3 separate regions of the Sus scrofa genome follow, and regions 1 and 2 are each linked to region 3. Evidence: chromatin contacts called from public Hi-C data. All regions are on one chromosome and are shown on one strand. The core of a region is the stretch at or near the end of the contact, and the rest is flanking DNA. Distances in the headings are between cores, read along the strand shown. Region 1 has its middle 22 kb from the start of CCNL1. Region 2 holds the start of LEKR1 (leucine-, glutamate- and lysine-rich protein 1). Region 3 has its middle 98 kb from the start of KCNAB1.

Evidence for each region. Hi-C and Micro-C count contacts between places; a contact is called where the count stands out from the background.
Region 1: a contact with region 3 is called in a Hi-C map of embryonic fibroblasts, with 2.1 times the contacts expected there. The contact joins two enhancer-like sites. A contact is called at or near these places in 25 of 47 Hi-C or Micro-C datasets (alveolar macrophages, blood, brain and 13 more) and 1 of 2 datasets of contacts at active chromatin or transcription factors (alveolar macrophages).
Region 2: a Hi-C map of embryonic fibroblasts shows a contact between it and region 3, with 2.5 times the contacts expected there. The contact joins the promoter of LEKR1 here to the enhancer-like site in region 3. A contact is called at or near these places in 2 of 5 promoter capture datasets (fetal liver and liver), 4 of 47 Hi-C or Micro-C datasets (adipocytes, alveolar macrophages, embryonic fibroblasts and 1 more) and 1 of 2 datasets of contacts at active chromatin or transcription factors (alveolar macrophages).

What each region holds. Positions count from the first base shown.
Region 1 is chr13:96,979,798-96,984,104 of Sscrofa11.1, reverse strand. No RefSeq gene overlaps it. Among named protein-coding and RNA genes, the nearest start is that of CCNL1, 22 kb to the left of the region's middle. Within about 2 kb of position 1,349, at least 1 of the 83 cell types and tissues checked has an H3K27ac peak or open chromatin away from gene starts, as enhancers often do. A contact at or near this core is called in embryonic fibroblasts, where this site is marked.
Region 2 is chr13:96,638,851-96,642,676 of Sscrofa11.1, reverse strand. It overlaps LEKR1 (leucine-, glutamate- and lysine-rich protein 1), which reads right to left and starts at 1,615. Exons shown (of 14, transcript XM_021069706.1): 1 at 1-1,615.
Region 3 is chr13:96,000,628-96,004,758 of Sscrofa11.1, reverse strand. It overlaps a transcript of KCNAB1 not described here. Among named protein-coding and RNA genes, the nearest start is that of KCNAB1, 98 kb to the left of the region's middle. Within about 2 kb of position 1,543, at least 7 of the 83 cell types and tissues checked have an H3K27ac peak or open chromatin away from gene starts, as enhancers often do. A contact at or near this core is called in embryonic fibroblasts, where this site is marked.

The sequences.
Region 1 (4,307 bases), core at 100-2,599, 980 kb before region 3:
CTGTGTTTTCTCTCTTTGTTCCCACTACAGCTGTAAATCTGCAGACAAGCTGTTTGGTATTGTCCTATAATGATCTTGATTCTCAATACAAGTCCTTTCATGTTACGGTATCTAAACCCTAAAGAAAGAGCACCCAGTAAAATTCTTAATCACCTTTCCATTTTAAAACAGTGACCTTAAAAGTAACTTACTTCTTTACTGAAGTTCTTAATTTTGTTTTATAGCTTTAAATGTTGCCACTGATGCCATCAGTTAGTAACCTCATTATTACTGACCACAACTTGCATCAAAAACCTTCTTTAAGAATTTAAAGTTTTTTTCATGAAATTTTCCAAAAACAAGATAATAGTAACAATTATTCATTGTCATAAGAGCCATTTCTTAACTTACCATGGACCATAATAGATAATTATTGAAAATTAAGACTTGATTTTTAAGAAATCATGTTAAAAGAATAGGTACACTAGGAGCTTGGGTTACATGGAGAGACAGAGAATGGGGTTTGATAAGGAAAACTATCACCTCCCCTTCTGGAAAAACTGGAAGGAGAGCAGCTTTCACTATGGGGCCTCGATCCCCTCGTGTTCCCTAGAGTAGGCACTCCTGTAGCTAGAAGTCACAGTTTGACTTTGTAACCCTTTGTTTTGTTTTCTTTTTAGGGACGCTCCCGCGGCATATGGAGGTTCCCAGGCTAGGGGTCCAATCGGAGATGTAGCCGCTGCCCTACGCCACAACCACAGCAATGCGAGATCCAATTCGTGTCTGCGACCTACTCCACAGCTCATGGCAATGCTGGGTCCTTAACCCACTGAGCGAGGCCTGCGATTGAACCTGTGTCCTCATGGATGCTAGTCAGATTCATTAACCACTGAGCCACGATGGGAACTGCGACTTTGTAACCCTTTGACCTGTTCATTTCTGGAATGAAAGAAACATGGGCTACCATGTCAGCTCTGCATTCAAAACATTCCTCTACTAAGGTGAGCTGGCAAGTTACAATCTCTTATCTGCAAAATGGCCCTTACCTCATAGCATTGTGTATATGTGTTAGATATAAGGGGGTTCTGTTTTTACCCCTGCAATCCAAACAATTCATAATAGAAAGCAGCCAACTACTTAAGAAAAGTTTGAATTCTATATTTCCCATGAACATAATTCAAAATGCACGTTTCAGAATGCTACCTGAGATTAGATCTGAATCAGGATCAGTACAGGATTTTCATAATTAAAGCATGAAATCAACATTAGGCTCTTTCTGTCCTGACCCTTCCAGCTTTTGCCACCTCTAGTCAGTAGTTCTAACCCAGTTCTAAGGACAGGAAATTCCTACCCTGCCTGCTTACATGTCATCAAATTCCTTTCCTCTATATCAACTAACATCACAATAGCATGTGTAGTAGCATTTCTATCTGTACATCTTGGCCACAATCCTTCAAACAGTAGCTACCGATCTATTTAAAACACTAATCACATGTTGCTCTAATATATATAAAGTTTCAAAAGTTTTCTCATTTCACATAAAACACAAACCTCTAACTACCTGTATATGATCTGATCCTTGCCAGCCTTTTTCATCAACCAACCTCTCTTCCTCAAATGTACACATCTCTTCCTGAGTCTTTTCATTTCCTGTCCTCCTTGCTTGGGAGTGTTTCTCCTTATGTGACAGTCTTCATCACTGAGGTCCCCTCTCTAAATTCACTCCAGAAGGGCCTTCTTCCACACCCTGTCCTATTGACACCCCTGCCCCCATCAGGTACTATTTCTTAGCTAGGACCAACTTACTCATAACGTCTACCACTTGAAATGATCTTGTCATTTGACTCTCTTACTTATTAGAATATAAACTTCAGGAGAGCAGCAGAAATGAGGTTTGTTCATTATTGTATGCTTCTTACCTCATGCTACAACAGTCCCTGGCCTGTATGAGGAGTATGCAATAGAGAGTGAGAAATGAATGAATTTCACATGCACTAATTTGCTGGGTGATACTTTTAGCCCTCATCTTTCAAGTTTGAGCATGTTTGTTTGTTTTTGTTTTCTTGTTTTTTCAGAGCCACACTCGTGGCATATGGAGGTTCCCAGGCTAGGGGTCAAATCTGAGTTGTAGCTGCTGGCCTATACCACAGCTACACCAGATCGTAGCCACATCTGTGACCTATATATCACAGCTCATGGCAACACTGGATCTTTAACTCACTGAGCAAGGCCAGGGATCGAACCTGCATCCTCATGGATACTAGTCAGATTCATTTCCACTGAGCCACGACAGGAACTCCTGAGCATGTGTTCTTTTTCCAACTGCCCTTCTATGAATATGTGTATTCCTTTTATAGGGTTCTAGGGTCCTGGAGCTCACAGACAACAGCAGGCAAATAGACATAGAAACGATAGCCCAGGAGTAGCAAACTGGTGGCTCACGGACCAGATCTTAGCTTGCATAGGTATCTAGTTTGTGCAATGTTTAAGATAAATTAGCTGGTAACATTTTAAATTGGAAATATGTTAAAAACTAGCCTTCCAGGGAGTTCCCTGGTGGCCTAGCAGGTTTCTAGCGTTTTCACTGCTGTGGCTCAGTCACTGATATGTCAATCCCTGGCCCAGGAATTTACATGTGCTGCAGGCATGGCCAAAAAAAAAAAAAAAAAAAAAAAAAACCCAAAAAACCACCATCACCCCCCCACCCCCTTAGACTTCCAGCTTCTTTTTAAAGATCAGAATACACAAGATCTACAGTACTTCAAAGCAACAACTGACTAGTGCCAAGCCATCCTCTGGTTGCGAAGTGTACACCACACTGCATTATAGTTCTGTCGACTCCCTCTTAATCGCAACACTGAAGCAGGTATCAGTTTTAATTTATCACTGTGTTGACAGTGGATCTTCCTTGAAACCTTTTGCCCATCGATGTTATGTTACCTGCTGGCCTTTGCAATAGGCCTTTGACATCAGATAATCGGAGACCTGCACGAATCCCCGCATCTGTGAACATGCTCATCATTTGGATAGGCTCCTGGGGCAGCTGAAAATCAGACTGTTTACTGTGCTCAAATTCTCCCCACTAATAAACCACAGTATAATGTGCTTTACCTTTTCAGACTGGAATTTCTCACTTGAGCAGCTCTCATATCGCCAGAGCACTTGTAGAAACATGCCACTAATGGATATTTCCTGTTAGAACACAGAGCATATGACATATCAGATCTTTATACAGAGCACAAGGCACACCATAGATCTAATCACCATGGGGTTCAATATTCAACCCTAAATCACAAAACTAATTTTCTGCTCAAAATGTACTCTTTTCTTGGGCCTTTTCAAACAAACCAAGTTTTATTCATTTGACAATTACTGTAACCTGGACTACAGTGTTGGTTATCCAGGCTCAAATCCTAATAGACTACTTTTTGAGCTGTGCTTCCAAAATCTTTTTTTTTTTTTTTTTTTTTTTTTTTTTGTCTCTTTGCCATTTCTTGGGCCGCTTCCGCGGCATATGGGGTTTCCCAGGCTAGGGGTCTAGTCGGAGTTATAGCTGCCAGCCTACACCACAGCCACAGCAACTCAGGATCCAAGCTACGTCTGCAACCTGCACCACAGCTCACGGCAACGCCAGATCCTTAACCCAGTGAGCAAGGCCAGGGATCGAACCCGCGACCTCATGGTTCCTAGTCGGATTTGTTAACCACTGAGCCACAACAGGAACTCCCAAAATCTTAGAGAGTGTGTGTGTGTGTGTGTGTGTGTGTGTGTGTGTGTGTATAGGAAGGAGGGTAGTGTCGATTTACAATATTGGTTTCAAGTGTACAGCATAGTGAGTGATTACAATTTTTAAAGGTTATGCTCCATTTATAGTTACTATAAAATATTTTGTTAACAATTTTTAGTTTTTTCTATTATAGCTTGTTTACAGTGTACTGGCAATTTCCTACTGTACAGCAAGGTGACCCAGTCACACATACACATTCCTTTTTCTCCCATTATCATGCTCCACCATAAGTGACTAGATATAGTTCCCTATAGTTACTATAAAATATTGACTTTATTCTTTATGTTGAACAATATATCTTTGTAGCATATTTATACTTGTTTGTGCCTCTTTATCCTTTTACTCCTATTTTGCACCCCCCTTTCCTTCCTTCTCCCCACTAGTTTGTTCTTTGTGAGTCTGCTTCTTTTCTATTGAAAATGGTGTTTTTTGTTTTTTGTTTTTTTTTTTTTTGTCTTTTGTCTTTTTAGGGCTGCACTGAGGCATATGGAGGTTCCCCAGGCTAGGAGTCGAATCGGAGCTATAGCTGCTAGCCTACACC
Region 2 (3,826 bases), core at 366-2,865, 640 kb before region 3:
ACATTCATCTTTTCATGGTCTTGAACATCTTGTACCAACTCAGCTGTAATACACAGCGGAAACTTCTAATTAGACACAGAAAACACAGCTATTTAGCCGCACCAGGCAAATATTAAAAAAAAAAAAGGCCTTAGAGACATGTGATTAACATCCATAACTTAAGAATGAGAAGTATATCTTTAAATTTTTTTGTATTTCAGTCATTTCCTTAGTATGCATGTGACACACTAGTAGGTATGCCACTATGAAACAGGATTAATTACCATGTGCAGAAAAATCTCTGCTCTAAATTTTAAATATTATGAGAATTTTTAACAGATTGTAATATTCATATGATGCAGTAAGGAAATAGGGACTTGAGCCTAAGTGGCTAGCAAACTGCATCAAATGAATTTTTGAATGAAGGAAGGAATGAGTGAGTGAATGAATGAATGTGTAGGCAATACTCTAATGGTTAGAGCTGGGAAGGAAATTTTCATGAGTAAATAATGCAGCCCTGCCACTGACTCACATGTGATCCAGCTATAATGGAAATATGTTACAGCATACCTACTTCACCAGAGGTGTGGAGGACTATTCCTTACTCACCAAAGGTGTTCTGAGATCTTTGGAGGAAGATGATACATTCAAATATTATAAATAATACACTGTTATGACAACCCATGTATAAAATTTAAAAAGCATAAAATAATGTTTAAATACAACTATGCCACAATTTTTTTTTTGTTTGTCTATCAAGTACTGTATCAAGTACAGTTTGGAAAGCTGCATCCTTACATAAAAACATTTGGCTTAGAGGCGTTTTATTGCCAGTTGACAAATAGCTCATGATGTGCAATGGAAGTTTTAAATAATTGGTATTTGAGTAGTATTTATAGTGATGGTATTTTGTAAGAAAGCTGAGACCTATTGCCTATGAAGTGCTTAAAAGAAAAGTAGTTTTTGATGACTAATTTGATCTATGGAATCTTGAAAGCAAGAGAACATCTTGGTGTATTTCCAGATGCTCAATGACTGACAGTCTAGGATTAGAGTTTCATTTAATGTATGTCAGGCATTGTTCTAGGTGTTGGGGATAGAGCAGTGATCAGACAAAACTGATTACTTAATGTTTAATTTTCTTGCCTCTATTTAAGTGCAGACCACCTCAGGAATAGTGATATAGTACATACATCTCCGTGTAAATGTAAAAACTGCTCCTTGTCTCAGCTTTTAGAAGTGATCCCCTGAGAGGGAAAAGAAGTCACCACAGAGTGGTAAGTGATTTTGACTTGATTCAGAAGGCTTCTTTTATTTAGAAAGTCATAAGACAAAACTACCCATTACTCCCTGTTTCCCATTATTCTCCTTATTAAAGTTGCCCTCATGTTTCTTAATGTCTTCTGCCATCATTGGAAGGCTCTCATACCCTTTCTGCCCAGACGCTGTACACTTGTGCAGTTTGTTGGCCACATAATAGTGCCTGGCAGAGGAGGTGGGTAAGCATTGAACTCTTGGACTCCAGCCCCAGTTTCACATGCTAAGATATATGCCATCCATCCACCTGAGGAAGAGGTGTTTTTTTGTTTGTTTGTTTCCTTTTTACAGCTGCACCTGCAGCATATGGAAGTTCCTGGGCTAGGGGTCGAATCCTATACCACTGCCATGGCAACACTGGATCCAAGTCACATCTGCAATCTACGCCACAGCTTTCGGTAACACCAGATTCTTAACCCACTGAGTGAGGCCAGGGTTCAAATCCACATCCTCACGGACACTGTGTCAGGTTCTTAACCCACTGGGCCACAATGACAACTCCAAGGTGTCTTTTTTTTATAATTTGAACAAAGCACTATTCAGGGTAGGGGCTCACTGTTCTTCAGAGTTGTCAGGCACCTAGGTCCTATCTGCCCCTTGATGTGTGTTTTCATGTTGAATTTAATAGCACTGCTCTGTTATGAGTTGCAAGACAGGGAGCGTTGGGGGATGGGGAGAAGCCAAGGCTGAAGGAGAAATGAACCAACCTCTGTCTGCTTCCAAGATGTCCAATTACTATCTAGATCAACGAAGACTAGCTGGGGCATGAGGCCATATGAAATATTCTGCAGCAAAACAGAAGCAATGCTGGAGCAGCAACCTGCCTTTTCCATTTTAGCGAACTGGAAGAACTGTCAGCTCACAACAGGTTGACTCACTATTGCATTGTGACTGGAGAACATGATACCATCAGACAAAATGGTTGAACCTTTTGGCTGAGCTCATTTGTAGGAGTTGATATCAGATGGTTTGATACACAATATATGACCCGCTGAACACGCTGAACAGGCGATATCCTTGGTATTAAAGCAGTTTTCCTTTACCCTGTTGCTAACTTCTCTGTGGCCTATTGATGTTATGTCATGTTGCAAACAATCAGTGATAGAGACTGCAGTCTAGATGTAGTGACCTGATTAGTCCAAACTCCTGCAGGAAGACGTGCAAATAGATAAGCCTCAACAGGACCTGAAGAACCATGTGGTTTTGAAATCCTGGGTGGATGGGCCCCACCCTGTATACACCTTAAATCTGCTGGTGCTTTGAACGTATAATTATTGCTCAACAACTCCTGGGACGAGTTAATTAGATCTTTGTATGATTTGATTATAATTAACTTACTAAAATGTGCACATGTGTGCATAATATAGATGTATTTTTAAGATGTGGAATTAATATCACATAAGGGCAAAAAAATAACCCAGCAGCATTAATATCTTTTAAAATATAGTCTCTTCCTTATAACTGTTAAGCAAATATTTTGTAGTTTAACATATAAGCCTAAAGCAAATGCAGCATATGAAGGAATGATTACTCAGTTTATCATTTCACTCATCAGATAAAGATTCCTGTGGTATTTCTTAAATTAATTAGTGATTATTATTTACAAAGTCCTTTAGAGAGTATTGCCTTCAATTTTATGTAGTTTCAAAGTGGGGGAACAAAGAGATTAAGGAAAATATTCCATAAATCTTAAACCTACCAAAGAACTAAAGCAATTATAGAACTTTACAGACAGAAGACACCTGGCAAATATAATTATTATAAACTAGTTAATATAATTCCTGATCTGAGATAATAAGTATAGCATGCAGGATTATTTCCTGTTTGAGGACAGAAACTGCTTCTGGTTGATATTTGCTTTGCTAGTACCACCCAATAAATGGTGATGATTGAATGAATCAGTTAATGAATAAGTATAAGAGACAAGCCAAAGAACTAACCTCCAAGCACTTCCCTCTAATCCTGGGGCCCTCCCAGTTTCTCTCTTGCTGAGTGCCTTCCCAGATTATTGATGCCTTACATGAGCAATCAGGAAAAAGGAAGCAATCCAGATGGGAGGCTAGCTGTGGTCAGATGCCTCTGAAATGAACAAAGTATTTGCAGATGTTTCAACAAGTGGAGGGGTTGGGCTGAGTCTAGGCCACAGGAAACAACTTCCACACCTTGGGGCTACTACAATAAAGGTATCATCACTCACTAGCAACAGGATTCTGTTGGAAACTTGAAAAGTTGAAACTCAGGGTTGGAATGCTACATGAATCCAGACTTGCTTTAGGAATGCCAATGATCAGAATTAAGTATAGAAATTAATGTGATTTGTAAAAATAGCAGCGAGGATCATGGTTATCTGGGAATCAAATCCTTTAATCATTTTAGACAAAACTAATGAAACTAGAAGAAACCATCATTGATTTTGAGAGTCTCCTCCTAAATTAGTTGGCCTTTGGCTTTCAGAGAGCAAAGTTCAAATTCCAGTTCCTGTCTGACAGGAAAATAAGTCAGACACAAAGTAGATAGATAGTCTTTTAGA
Region 3 (4,131 bases), core at 294-2,793:
CCATCCAAGCTGTAAAACAAGGAGCATGTGATTGAGGCTCTATACAAGGCCATGTTTAAGTTTCCTGGCCACCAGAAGATCTATATCTCCAGGAAGTGGGGGATTTACTAAGTTTAATACAGAAGAATTTGAGGATGTGGTGGCAGAAAAGACGACTGAGGGGTCAAATACATCCCTAATTGTGGCCCCCTGGACAAATGGTGGGTGCTGCAGTCATTAGGACCTTGGCACTGACCCCTCCTATACCCACCAATAAATTCTACTCTCCTGACAAAAAAAAAAAAAAGAGTAATGTTAAAGATTAATACAAGTGAAAACATTAAATATACCCAAACAATTGCTCAGAAGAGGAAAGCTTAATGCAACATAGACGATCTGTGGAAGGAGCTGTGATGTTTGTTAATAGAGTCAACTTCACGCAAGATTTTGTTAATTAGGAGCAGGAACTCAGGAGAAACACGCAGTTCCACTGACTGTGGCAATTGCTACCTCCTCAATCCCTTCTATTCTGTGTTTCTAAGCTCCACCTCTCCCTTCTGTTGAATCTCCAGGATGACACAGAACAAGACCTTTGGTGCAGGCTCGTAATCTGCACATACTGCTGACCTCACAGTACACACATCTGTGTCCACCAGGCACTAGCTAACCCGCCCATCTGTCTGTGCTCACAGCCCAGCTTACAGAACTTTTGTGTTACATTCACCTTTCTTCTTCTGAGCAACTGAACAACCCATAGACCAGGCATCATGCTAGATGCCAGGAAAACAAGGGGCACATGGGCCCCTCTCCAGATACCTTCAAATGTAGTGAGAGAGCTGGTCATGTATATAAATAATTACAAACAGAGGCACATGGGGAGGAACACAGGTGGAAAGTGATCAGTTCTCAAGAGAGCACCTCATTTGTGACCCCCAAAAATCCCTGCTTATATACAGAATGGTGTGAGGATCGAATGGGACACTGTATCTTTTTTTTTTTTTTTTTTTTTTTTTTTGCTTTTTAGAGCCACTCCTGTGTGGCATATGGAGATTCCCAGGCTAGGGGTCAAATCAGAGCTGTAGCCACCGGCCTATACCACAGCTACCGCAACACCAGATCCAAGCCGCATCTGCAACCCACACCACAGCTCACAGCAACGCTGGATCCTTAACCCACTGAGCAAGGCCAGGGATTGAACCCGCAACCTCATGGTTCCTAGTTGGATTCATTTCCACTGCGCCACAATGGGAACTATATCTGAAAAGTCTAATGCTCTTTTCTGGGGCACTCATCTTTATGTGTCCGGTCTTTCTTATCTGGTCTCGTCGAAACTCTAGTGTTCGGCAAAATGTCAGCAAACAAAGCAGGGCTAGAGGAAGCCATACTTCATATTTCACCAGTTTCCCAGATTAATTCACCATATTTAGATAACTGATTCTGAAAGGCAGTCCTCCCCACAGCCAATGGGTTAAGAATCAGTTAGACCTAAGAAGGAGAATATGTGGGACATTGCAGGCAAGCGGCCCAGCACTGACTTTTGTACATTAGTATGCGTCATCCAGCCCCTCAGTCATCCTGGGAGGCCAGGATAACAAGTGATGAATCACCTTGTAGATCATAAGGCTGTGTGCAGAGTAAATGCGTCTTTGTACTCTGACATCCATGCAATGTTTAGTCTTGATTTATTAATTCTGTACGATGGTTGTCATTGCTGCAAAAGGGTAATGAAATAACAAGATAAAGCTGATTTAAAAGTACTTCTTCATCTAAATGTCTACACTCAGCAAAAAGTCATGGCTGGGTTTGAACTGACAAGAATAAAGAAGTTCATGTTTCTCTTTTCCTAATTTTAGGGTTCAGCTGGTGCCAGAAATCTGCTCATCGTAGTAATTTAATCACCAGGGCCAAATAATCTTTCTCATTGACTTGAAAAATATCTGGATACATAAGGTAGCATAAATCAAAATGCCTTTTGGTGAGGCACATTCTGACACCTTCCCCATAACAGAGTTCTATTTACAAGTTACTAAATCAACCCCACTGCCGGATAGTAATTTGATACTTATTATTCATTATTCCTATACTCTCCCCCATGAGGTTGACATGATGGTTAACCAGAGCCCCCATGACCTGACTTGTCTCAAGGTAGGCAATTATGTAAAAAAAAAAAAATTTTTTAATGACATAGTTATTTTGAGACCCTGGAAAAAAATCCATAAAAGCAAAGTCAATCTTAAGGATTTTGAATTTGAGATTCCTGCCTGGAGTTGATATTTTAATGGAAGGCTACCCTGTTGGATGATGGAGATGTTCTGTATGTTCACCATCCAGTACAGTAGCCATTATCCTCATATGTATATTAAGTAGTTGACTGAGGCTAATGCCACCTAAGGAACTGAATTTTAATTTTAATTTAACTTAATGTCAATTAACTTTAACATATAGCCACATGTGACTAGTGGCTACCACATAGGATAGCACAGTATGAGTTCTGTTTTCAAATCCTACTGAATAAACCACATCTAGACTTAAATATTAAAAGCAGTTTTCCAAACTACATGAATATAATTCTTCTGCAATGGGTTATTAAGTTCAGGGCACCTAAGTTTTGTGAATCCCATAACTGATTTTGTAGACCGTGTAGCCTTGTTTTTCTGGTCTTATTTCTATCTTAAACCAGTGTCAGAGGGGATTTTAGCTTCTTTTGGTTAAGTTTGAAGCAGCTAATCAAATAAGGGAGATAAAGAGTTGTTTTATTAATTCGGAGCCAGCAAAGTAAGCAGACTTCCAGGCTGTTCCAAGATCAACCCGTACGTTTTTTAACCCAAAGGTGCAAGATGCTGTCTGGCAAACAGCTTCAATTTGAGTCACCAACAAGGTTGATCTGAAGAAACTTCACAGACACCACATGTCTACAAGGGATATTAGTGGCCACCTTATCCTTTTTAAGTAAAAGACTCCACGTCTTAATAACATCTGATTCTGAATTGCTGAAGACTCAGTTGAATGTTCAATGAAAATAAGACAACCATCTTCTCAGGATGGTCAGGAGGGATATGATTGAAGGCAGTTGATGGGAGGTTTTGCGTTTTTTTTGGTTTTTGGTTTTGGTTTTGTTTTGTTTTGTTTTGTTTGCTTTTTAGGGCCGCACCTGCAGCATGTGGAAGTTCACAAGCTAGGGGTCAAATCAGAGCTACAGCTGCTAGCCTACACCACAGCCACAGAAATGTGGGGATCCAAGCCCCGCTGCAAACTACACCACAATTCATGGCAACGCTAGATCGCTGCATCGCAGACCCACGCGCGGGGGGAGGCCAGGGATCTAATCCGCATCCTTATGGATACCAGTCAGATTTGTTTCCTCTGAGACACGAAGGGGAACTCCTGGGAGGTTTTGTTTGGAGACCTAGTTAGCCTTATTAGTGTCTAGCACAATGTTTTGCATGTAGCAGGTGGTAAAAATTATTAGCTGATTGATTGCATACTTGATAGACCTAAAATTGGAAGAAATAGATTTACATATTGCACAAAAATAAACAGCTATAGTATTATTACTATATGCACTTTTTTGTTTAAAAACACCCAGTATAAATAGAACCTAAATACACAATCTATTCAATTTGGCAATGTTTAAAAAACCATTTTATGATTTCAAGTGATAAAATCACTTCAGATGTGAGTTTTCTAAAGGCTTCTTTTATGTGCCCAACACTGAAAATCAAGTATCCCAAGTGCATCGTTCTAATATTGTTCTGAGGTTTTGTAAATTCTTAGAGTGTTTTCAATATTCAAATAAAAAAACTCAAAATCATGTCATAAATAAGTAAATTGTGTTAGTAGTGTCTTTTTAATACAGGCAAAGCACACAATTATTTTTACAGATAAAAATGGAAATACCTTGCCAGTAATTCTTCACTCATTTTATCTGTGCTTACGTATATAGACATTTTGTAGGTATTTAAGTCAAAGATGATTCATTTTAGAAGTGTGAAGCCACAATGCTTTGCTTCTGTGGACTAGCCTTCAGAGATTATGCAGAAACCCATATGTGAGTAGAATTAAAATATTTTCAAAAGGTATAGATGGCTATATTCATAAAGAATATAAGACAAAAAGTGAAATGATAGATCTAAAATCAGCATGAAATGAAGT